2 separate regions of the Mus musculus genome follow, and region 1 is linked to region 2. The links are chromatin contacts, called in public promoter capture Hi-C maps. All regions are on one chromosome and are shown on one strand. The core of a region is the stretch at or near the end of the contact, and the rest is flanking DNA. Distances in the headings are between cores, read along the strand shown.

Evidence for each region. Promoter capture Hi-C pulls out the DNA fragments that hold promoters and counts their contacts.
Region 1: a contact with region 2 is called in a promoter capture Hi-C map of liver, with 3 times the contacts expected there. The contact joins the promoter of Tfrc here to the enhancer-like site in region 2. A contact is called at or near these places in 10 of 39 promoter capture datasets (the C10 cell line, cranial neural crest, frontonasal cranial neural crest and 6 more), 1 of 15 datasets of contacts at CTCF or cohesin (the NIH/3T3 cell line), 1 of 484 Hi-C or Micro-C datasets (nephron progenitors), 4 of 115 datasets of contacts at active chromatin or transcription factors (embryonic stem cells, large pre-B cells, memory CD8 T cells and 1 more) and 1 of 9 other capture datasets (adipose tissue).

Annotation. Positions count from the first base shown.
Region 1 is chr16:32,605,493-32,610,860 of GRCm38.p6, reverse strand. Tfrc (transferrin receptor) reads right to left here and starts at 1,965. Exons shown (of 19, transcript NM_011638.4): 1 at 1,825-1,965.
Region 2 is chr16:32,057,299-32,062,534 of GRCm38.p6, reverse strand. All of the region lies in intron 1 of Pak2 (p21 (RAC1) activated kinase 2), which reads left to right. Among named protein-coding and RNA genes, the nearest start is that of Gm26419, 6.0 kb to the left of the region's middle. Within about 2 kb of position 3,519, at least 109 of the 459 cell types and tissues checked have an H3K27ac peak or open chromatin away from gene starts, as enhancers often do. A contact at or near this core is called in adipose tissue, liver, memory CD8 T cells and 1 more, where this site is marked.

The DNA of each region.
Region 1 (5,368 bases), core at 716-3,215, 550 kb before region 2:
CTCTGCCTCCCAAGTGCTGGGATTAAAGGAATGGACCACGACTGCCCAGCTGTTGAGATGTTTTAAAGACAGGCTCTTACTCTTCAGCACTAGCTGACCTCAAACTCAGTGATCCACCTGCCTCTGCCTTACCCCCCAGTGCTGGGACCAAAGGTGTGTGGCACCATGCCCGACTGCAAAGGTTTTAGTTTTAAGAGCCTACTTTGCTGGGTGTGGTGGCACTTGCCTTTAATCTTATCACTCTCCAAACAGAAGCAGGTGGATCTGAGTTCAAGGCTACCCATGGATTCATAGGGGAGACCTTCTTTGGGAAATTGAAAAGGCAATAGGAAATAGGTAGCAGGTTTTCATTTCCATAGTTTTCTGAATAGCAACCAAAAGGTCAAAACCACTTGAGGTCACTGAAGTTTATTTTGTATAGCACTCATCTGGGAGAGAAGGAAATCACTTACACATAGTAGACCCAAGGCCTGAGGGTCGTTTAATTAACTTTCATTGTTGTCTAACCCAAATTTAGCCCATAATCTTGCCCTATTATAAATAAGCACATTGCCACAAGCATATAACTACTTAGCCTTAGGGTGGGGTTAGGCAGACAGATCTAACCAGTCAACACAGGCCAGGTTCACAGCCACCATTCCTTGACAACATCCTCTCTCAAAGTAAAAAGTATTATGCTCTCTATATAAAAAACAGCTGATATTGGATTCCTGTATAAAGCAGTTTATTATAATCCTTAACAGAAAATAAATGCAAGTGGACCCACACAAGCTAAATCCCGTTTTCTTTGTAGATAACATCCTGAATCAGCTTAAATGTCTTTGTCAAAGAGGTCATATTTCACAGCTCAGAGCCAACTCATCTAATCTTAGAATAAAAGTATCAGGTAGCCGAGAATTTCTGTAACACAACTATTTCCCACTTAAATCCTATTTAAAAAAAAATAGCACAGAATAGCCGAGAATTTCTGTAACACAACTATTTCCCACTTAAATCCTATTTTAAAAAAATAGCACAGAAACTGAACAGCAATCCAGTCCAGTCTTCTGCCTAAGTATAAGGAGATCATTTCATTTTACGCTCGGGACAAAGTGTGCTAACTGAAAAATTTGCAAATGCAGTTTTCTTACCCTCAAACACCATTTTAGAGAGCTGTCCAACACCAGGGTGCACGCTGGTTCTCTACAGCTAGTTCTAAAAGAGCTCGTACAAAGAGGTCGTATTTCTACGTTCTCCCATCTTAGGAGATGCTAGAGACGTTCTTAGTATTACCTGCAGCGTTCAGACCTATTCTGCCCTAGAAAAATGAGATTCCACACGCTGGGCCAAGAGGGAGAGACTGGCAAAAAAACCGACCAGGTGGTGCCGAAGTTCCAACGTGCAGTTATTGGAAGCTCCCCCCGCCCCTCTAAATGTCCGTGACACTAGTAACCGAATAGAAAACAGCTTTGTCCTTTTCAGCTGTGACGCCCTCCTGCGAGGGGCCCCAAGGTCACCCACGTACCCCGACAGCCGTTCCCTGGGGCGACTTCCTCCAGCCGCCACCACGTGCTCCCGGCGGAACAAGCCTGCGCCTCAGCGTGGTGACTCTCGAACCCGCGGCCTAGCACTGGCCTGCGAAGGCCCGGAGGACCCGAGGGGCGCAGGGTACAGCGGCTCCCCACACCCACCGCGCTGCACCTGCAACCCGCGCTCCTCAGCCCCGGACTCCGCGACACCCCTCCGCCTCCCCGCCCGCACCACCCAGGCCCTGGCGTCTCGCTCTGGTCCGCCCGCCACGCGAGGACCACGATGGGCCGTGCCGCTGACAAGGGAGTCACTCACTAGGAAGCGCCTCTACAGTCCGCAATGCAGCAGCCCGCGCTCCGCACGCCTTCTGAAGGCAGCGCTGCCTCCCACCCAAAGCTTATAGCTCGGCCCCACCCCCCGGCCGGCCCTCTGGATCTACGTCACTTCCTTCCGCACGTACACCTACCGAGGTGCTCCCCCAAGACCGCTGGAGGCGAACTGCGCGCGCAGCCAGTGCGTGCGCGGAGTAGCCTAGAAAAGGCGCCAAGGCGGCAGGTGTCGGGAGAGCGCGTGCGATTGGCTGCGGCTCGCTTTCTCCACCGCACCCCTCCCCCGCCGTGTCTTTGGAGTTGGCCTGTCGCCCTCCGCCTAACCTTGACCGACACCCAACCCTGCGGTGCAAGTTCGAAAGTATCAGCCTTTACTCTTTAAAATATTCCTACTTGCAGGCTTAGGTCTCCGCCAAAACCATATCCTAAAGACGAGTTTTTGCAGCTCAGAGATGCTTTAAAGGAAAAACTTTAAAGCAAAACTGCAAATCTTTTTTTTTTTTTTTTTTAGATTTTAACAAGCAGCGCTTAAGCCAAGCAAAGAGCTACCAGTGCTCACTATGTTCAGCCTATGGAAGGGAAATAGGAACCAATGATTTACTAGGGTGATAAAGTTGTAGATTAACTTGCATGTTTATCGCCATTATTGCTTTTAGAGGGTTGTTGCAATGCATAGCAAATAAAAGGAGTTCTGTTAAAACTGCAAACGTTCACACTCTTTTCTTCCTATCTGTACTTTACTGCCCAGCCTGTGGTAAATTTACAAATAACAAAGAGAGTGGTATCTTAAACCACAACAGGACTACAGATAGCGCGCTCCCAGATGGAGCCCTTAGGGACCCTGGGAATGTCTTTTAAAGTACTAATCTACTTCCCAGCCACGAATTTGACCTTTGGCTTATCTGCTCTAAAATTCAACGCGTATTTGGGATTTACTAACTGCTGGTCCCTTTAGACCCTTCTTTGTCCAAATTGTACTACTCCAGAAAATATATATAAAGCCAGAGCACACAGCCATTGAGAGATCTCTGAAATTCAGACCATAAGCAGGTCTTGGTGGCACAGGCCTTAATTCCAGTGAAAGGCAGAGCAGGCATATCTCTTGAGTTCAGGCCAGCCTGGTCTACATAGAGAGTTCCAGAACAACCAGGGCTACAAAAAGAAACCCTGTCTAAAAACAATAAAACAAAAAACAAAAAAGGAAGAGGAAGAGGAAGAAGAGGGGGTAAGGAAGAGGAGGAGGGAGAGGGGGATGGGAGAGAAGAGGAAGAGGAAGGGGAAGAGGAAGAGGAAGAAGAAAAAAAAAAGAAGAAATAATGATTCCGGCTATAGACTGAGTCCCTGTAAGAGAAGCACAGAAGCACACAGCAGTGTTTGGTACCCCCATAGCTCAGAATTTGGAGCAGAAAGATGGGTGACTTCCAGGCCAGCTTAGGCTGTACAGCAAGAACCTCCATCTCAAAAAACAAATGAAAACAATGATGGCAGTTTGAAGTGAAGGTCTTTCTGTTTCACTTAAATTTTTTATTCTATTTTTAGTGTGTGTGTGTGTGTGTGTGTGTGTGTGGTTATGAACCTGGGTGCTCATGAAGTCAGAGGACAATGTTTGGGAGTTGGTTGCCTCCCATCTTGTGCAGGATCAAACATAGGTATTTACTGGGCCATCTTATGGCAAAAAAAAAAAAAAAAATTTTTTTTCTTAAAGACTGGGTCTCGGGGAGATGGGAGAGGAAGTTTGTGGAGGGGAAACTGGGAAAGAGGATAACATTTGAAATGTAAATAAATAAAATATCCAATAAGAAGAAAGAAAGGGAGAGAGAGAGAGAGGGAGGGGGAGAGGGAGACTTGATCTCATGTAGCCCAGGCTGGTCTAATCCTCCAGTCTCCATCTCCAAAGTGCTGGGAGTACAAGCCTATGCTACTACACCCAGGATGCTAAAGAAGGAGCCCGGGGCATCCTGGGTGGTAGGCAAGCTCTCTACTAACTGAGCTGCACCAAGCCTGGGGTGAAAATTTGATACCTTTGTGAAAATAAATAAATAAATAAATAAATAAATGGTTTAGGAAATGCAATTGAATACTATTTGTTTCTATGGAATTGCAAGTAGTAGTTTTATACTAACTAACAGAAATTATAAAGTCAACATCAAAGAGAATGCCAATATTTTTCTTTTCACACTTGATCTTAGCCAAAAGGCCGAGAAGTGGTAATAATTTTCTTTTCATGCATTATCGAGTGATAGTGGACTCGATATGATTAACTCCCCCACTAACCCCTTTTGCCGGGAGGTTTGCAGGCTCCCCCTCCTCTGCAACCTCAAGAAAATGAATGGTAATTTGTCTTCCTTTGTTGCAGAGCTTGTATATAACAGAATAGAAAAGAAACCATTTCTTTTGCCTCCTATTCTATACATTCACCTATTTTGTCATGGATTGTCATTTCTTGTTAGCATGACAACCAAAGTGAGCGTTTTCTCTTCTACTCCAGGAGGCTCAGTAGTTTACAGGATTGAAATGAAACATGCTTGGTTAGCTTTTAATGCCATCTCTGTGAGCCTGGTCTACATAGTGGACACCAGGACATCCAGAACCACTTAGTGAGGCCATGCCGGTGGGGGCAGGGTGGGGGTGGGGGCCACATGAAACATAGTTTGGATAACTTTTATTTAAACTACCCATTTTCAGAAGTCAATCTTCCGCAGACTGCTTTTCAAAATAAAAACCAACAAAAGGATTCTTCCAGTTCCACCAAAAGGTGCACAGGCGCACTATCATATGCACTAGAGTTCTCACTATCATATGCACTAGAGTTCTCACTATCATATGCACTAGAGTTCTCACTATCATATGCACTAGAGTTCTCACTATCATATGCACTAGCGTTCTCACAAAACCAGGCTGGGTGGTTCTCACCTTTAATGGAAGCACACTGGAGGAAGAGGTAGACAGATCACTGGGAGTTGGTGTCCTGGAACTCACTCTGTAGACCAAGTTGACCTCCTACTCAGAGATCCTCTGCCTTCCCTGTGCTGGGATCAAAGGCATGTGCCACCACTGCCAGGCTAAGACTCTCTCTAAAAAAACAAAACAACGAAAACAAAAAGGATGGGCAGGCCGTGGTGTCTCATGCCTTTAGTCCCAGCACTTGGGAGGTAGAGGCAGGTGGATCTCTGTGAGTTTGAGGTCAAACTGGTCTGCAAAGTGAGTTCCAGGACATCCAGAGCTACACAGAGGAACCCTGTCTTCAAAACCCAAAAGTGTCTATAATGCAAATGTGTATAAAAAGGTGCAAGTGTATATGTGGTGTGATCGAGTGTGTTTTCATGTGTGTGTCTAGTTACACAAGCACATGTGTGCATATGGGTGGGAAGGCCAGGGATTATCCACTCTCCAATTGATTTCCCGTAGAACCTGGAGCTAGGTCTTTCCAATAGTCTAGCTAGTCACTTTGCCTTGGGAACTCTATCTCGGCTTCCAAGCGCTGGGATTACAGATGGGATACCAGGTCTCACCCAGCTTTTATGTAGGTT
Region 2 (5,236 bases), core at 2,270-4,769:
AAACTCTGAGCCACAGCAATCAGCAAAAAAAAAGTTCTTCTGTAAGCTGTTTTTGTTTGGTATTACAGCAACAAGAAAAGTAGCTGGTGAAACTTCAAAATTCTTTGCATATCTGCCATCCCCCACCCTACCTTTGTGAAAGAGTCATAGTGTTATCAGTCATAGTGTTATCAGTTTCCTGGTGACTGAAGGAAGGGTCTGAACAGAAAGGTTCACTTTATTTTCAAGATACAACAACGAATGGTAGCAGTTTGCTTAAATTGGCTAGCATTGTTTATTTGAAAAACATTTTCGGGCTGGTGAGATGGCTCAGTGGGTAAGAGCACCCGACTGCTCTTCCGAAGGTCCGAAGTTCAAATCCCAGCAACCACATGGTGGCTCACGACCATCCGTAATGAGATCTGACTCCCTCTTCTGGAGTGTTTGAAGACAGCTACAGTGTACTTATATATAATAAAAATAAATACATCTTTAAAAAGAAAAGAAAAGAAAAGAAAAACATTTTCAGGTTTTGTTGTCCGTGTAATACCTTGCTATGTACTTTTAGATAAAGCAAAAAAGATATGCCAGACATGGTGGTACCCATGTGATCCCAGCAATCTGTAGGCTGAGGCAGGGTGGAAAGTCCAGGCTGCACTTTCACCAATGGCCTTCCATGGCCTCTCACAGTGCCAAGCCTCAGCTGCTCTGCTCAACTCCTTCATGCCTTCAAAACCAGTACCACCTGGGTGACCCTTACACGTTACCAAGTCCAGCCAGAGCACAAGGTACAACTTTGGCTATATCTGGAACGCAGCCACTGTGCTCTCAGAAAACACTTCCCAGAAGATGTCACCTCAATGATGCTGGTCTCTTCTTAATCACCGCTAATTTCTTAGCTCCAGCTAACCAGCATCAAAAGTCCCAGTAATGCAAAGTTTTTGCTTTAGTAGTTCTGGTATCTTGTTAATCACAGCTGATTCTTCAGCCCCAGCTATGTTGGGAGCCTTTCTATCTATCCTCCCTCTGCAAATCTATAAAGTTAGTGTCTTCCCCACAGGAGTAGAGAGCTCAGAAGAGGAATAAAATACATCATATTAGGTAATGTAGTGGCAGTGTCCTAATTTGGTCAGTATGTTTAATATGCAATGCAGAAAGTTCCCATTGTAGTTATCATTGAATGTGTAAAGACAAGATGAAAGTTAGCAGTCACTACTCAGTTCTGGTCGTCTGGCAGCTCACAACAGTCTGTCTGTAACTCCAGATCCAGGCAATCTAACCCCCCACAACCCCACCCCCGCCGACTTCCACCAGCACTAGGCATGCATGGGGTGCACACACACACACACACACACACACACACACACACGTATACATATATATGCAGGCAAATATTTGTACACAGAAAATAAACCTTAAAAAGTAGCATGGTCAAGCATACCTGTAATCCTGGCACTTGGAAGATGAAGGCAGAAAGACAGAAGTTTGGGACTAGTGAGATGGCTCAGTGGGTAAGAGCACTGACTGCTCTTCCAAAGGTCCTGAGTTCAAATCCCAGCAACCACATGGTGGCTCATAACCACCCATAATGAAATCTGACACCCTCTTCTGGTGTGTCAGAAGACAGCCACAGTGTACTTATGTATAATAAGTAAATCTTTGGGCCGGAGTGAGCAGGGACTGGGCGAGTGGAGTTGACCGGAGCGAGCACGATTGACTGGAATGAGCAGATGTCCTAAATATTCAATTCCCAAAGTAGGTAGGCTCCTAATGTAGTAGGTTGAGAATTAGTGGTCTGTAATAAATGGCCCACTCACTCTATCTATTTTCAGTTTGTTTTTGGATTCACTAAAATCTTGTTTTATTTACTAGCATTTGTTTGTATACTAAATTTTTAAAACTTTTGCTTTTACATTTATTTGATTTGTATATGTATGTGTGTGGAGGTCAGAGGAAAATTTGTACATGGTGTAGCATTCCTTCCACCATGTAGTTTCTGGAGATGGAAAGAACCAGGTTGTCAGGCTTGGCAGAAAGTATCTTTGCCCATAGAGCCATCTCCCTGGCCCCATGACATAAATCTTTTGATCAGTCCCATGAACTTGTGTTTGTCTGAGTTCCTTACAAGTCTTCTCTGCGTTCCTACACCTCTCTGCATCAAGTCTTTGCTTTGGAGCTTTGCCATCTTGGCCTGATGTTCTGACTGGCATACTCTGGTGAACACTTCCTTTCCAGTGTGGGAGCCTCTGACTCAGTGTATGGCCGCACCTGCAGGTAGTCGGGGCTCGTTCTCATCTGTACTTAAGCTCACAGAGGTTCGTAAGGTTTGGGATGCCATGGTGTCAGTGTAGAAAGAGATTGTTAGAGTTCTGGTCAGTGTTGTTATATTAGTAAGTTCCTGAAAACATAAAGTAAAATTTTGCATCATGAACCATGTTTTCTGGTAATGTGTTTTTCACTTCTGTGTCATAGCTGATCCCAGTAGATAATATAAATTCATTTCCACTAGTTAGACTGACTGAGTCCAGACACCACTTCCTTATTTCTGTCGTGTATTTAGCTACTTCTGGTCTTCTTCAGAACACAATTGAGGAATTGTGTTGAGGCTCATCACAGTTAAACAATGGGCCTCTTAGAGAGTACAGTGTGTTTTGGCACACTTTTTGTTTTGCCTACTTGTTTGTTACTGAAAAGTATCAAAAAGTGAAAGGATTGGAGAGAGGCACTACTTACTTTTTTTTTTTTCATACAGCATTTTTGAGTAGTGGTAAAACAATATAGGCTATATTATCATTTTATTATGAAGTGTGTTTGACTTGGTTTGGGGACAGGATTTCATGTATCTTAGGCTGTGTTCAATTATTTTTTTTCTTAAAGATTTATTTATTTATTTATTCATTCATTCATTTTTATGAATATGAGTATACTGTACTATATATACAGTATGTATACAGACAGTATGCTGTCTTCAGACACACCAGAAGAAGCCATCAGATCCCTCTTCACAGATGGCTGTGAGCCACTGTGTGGTTGCTGGGACTTTTTGAAGAGCAATTGGTGCTCTTAACTGTTGAGCCAGCTCTCCAGCCCTGTGTTCAACTCTTCATGCATCCAAGAATGACTTTGAAGTTCTTGCCTCCAACCTCTCTGTGGTAGGATGCATGCGCCCCTTGTCTGGTTTTGTACAGTGCTAGGGACTGACTACCACTAAGCAGGCACTCTTTACCAACTAAGCCTCATCTCCAGTCCTGTGAGTTGTTTTTGTGTCTATTGTACCTGTCTAAAATATAAGGTTAAAGAATTTTATTGGGACCTTACCAGGCACTTTTTAGGCACTTAACACTGTCTGTAGGAGCAGTGCACAAAAAGCTGCGTTGTGGGAAAGAGACTAAGGCCATAAGTCAGCAGTGAGGGGCAAGTACAAGCTTTTCAAAGGTAACCCTGTTAGTGTGACCTGCTTTATCTGTGTCTAGTGAACGGCTGGGTGAGAAAAGGACTGCTACATTCAGGAGGGATAGGCTTCACTGGGGAGCAGAGCATGGTCAACATGAGTCAGTCGGCAGTCCTGTCTAAGGTATGCACAGTCCTTGCCCTTTGGGCTGAGTGAACTTGGGGGAGAAAAGTGACGTAAGTTATTGACTAATTGTCACAGTTATAATTCAGTTCCGGAAGTCATCCAGCACACTGGATTAGTATAGAGAAAAGCATGAGGAATGTTGGTTTTCTAACATATAATTTAATATCAGAATTTATGTAAGGTAGGGATCTTCTACTGCTATACTCCACGGTTTTTATAAGGCTTGGGGTCTGGTACTAGGATTAGATCTGTGTCATGTTTTAGGTAAGTCTCTTACTTCTTGATACTCGCCTGTGAAATGTGGCAGGTAATGTGTGTCAAAGTAATGCCCCAGAGCAAGTAGCGAGTGTGAAGGAAAGAAGAGCTGCGGGACTCAGAGGGAAGTAAGAATGTTCTCATCTCTCGGTTCTCAGGTTATAGCTGCTTTTCTCCAAGTCCTAGAATTTGAGCTAACTTGAAGAAATAAAGTTTATTTTAAATTTTGTGTGGATTTAGTTGGCCTCATTTTTATTGTAGATAAAAGTTTTCTCACAAAAGATCAAGATTCAATTACCATTCAATACCTTGTTTACTGAGGAGTTGTTTGATTTTCTAACATACGTACTTTTACATCAGAATTTATGTAAAGTAGGGATCTTCTACCACTGTCCTCCACAGTTTTTATAAGATGGATGAGAGCTCAGATGGTCAGGGTAGCTGTCTCCAAGCCTCATGACCTGAGTCTGATCCTCAGGACCCACACAGAAAGGAGCAAATTCACTGTTTCAAGTTGTTTGCTGACCTAACATACTCCTTCATGTGCATCCTGAATGGATGGATGGATGGATAGATGGATGGATGGATGGATGGATGATTTAAAAGCAAAAATAGGTCTGGAGAGATGGTTTGGTGGGTAAAACACGCCAAGCTAGTGTCAGGGCCTTAGTTTGGATCCCCAAAACCCATGTAAAGCCAGATATAGTAGTACATATTCCTGGTGTTCCTATAACAAGAAGAGAGAGATGGAAACAGGAGAATTCCTCAGAAACTCATGAGCCAGATAGCCTGGCATGCACAGCGGTAAATGAGACCCTGGCTCAAAACATGGAAAGCAAGGGCTTATCCATGAAGTTACCATTTGACCTCCAAATGTGTGCTTACACATTCTCAAGAAGATTAAATAACAAAGACAAGGGGACTAGATAGCTTCTTCCAGAGGACAAAGTTCAGTTATTGGCACCTACATTAGGTGACTCACAGCCTCTAGTAACTCCAACTCCAGTGGATCAGATGTCTTCTTTTGGCTACCTCGAGCAACCCCACACAGGCAAAACTCACACAAGCACACACACATAATTTTTTTAAATATAAAAGACAAAATATATATCTATACATGAATGCAAGTAGAGTTAAAATATCCACCAAGATAGCTATGAGAGAGATGTCACCTGTCTATCTGAGCAGAGCATTAAAAGGTGACAGGCAGTCTTGGCATTACAGCCACACTGCCTTATTAAAATGAACTCTAATGTCCAAAAACTGTTATTTTGTGTTTGTACCACAGTAAGAGCCAAGATTTTAAGCTCTACTCAAAACAAAACAAAACAAACAAAAAGACTTTTTATCTATTTATGTTCATTAAAAACTAATAGTGATATATTATTTTAAAATGTCATACACAAAAATTAATTGATTGTGCTG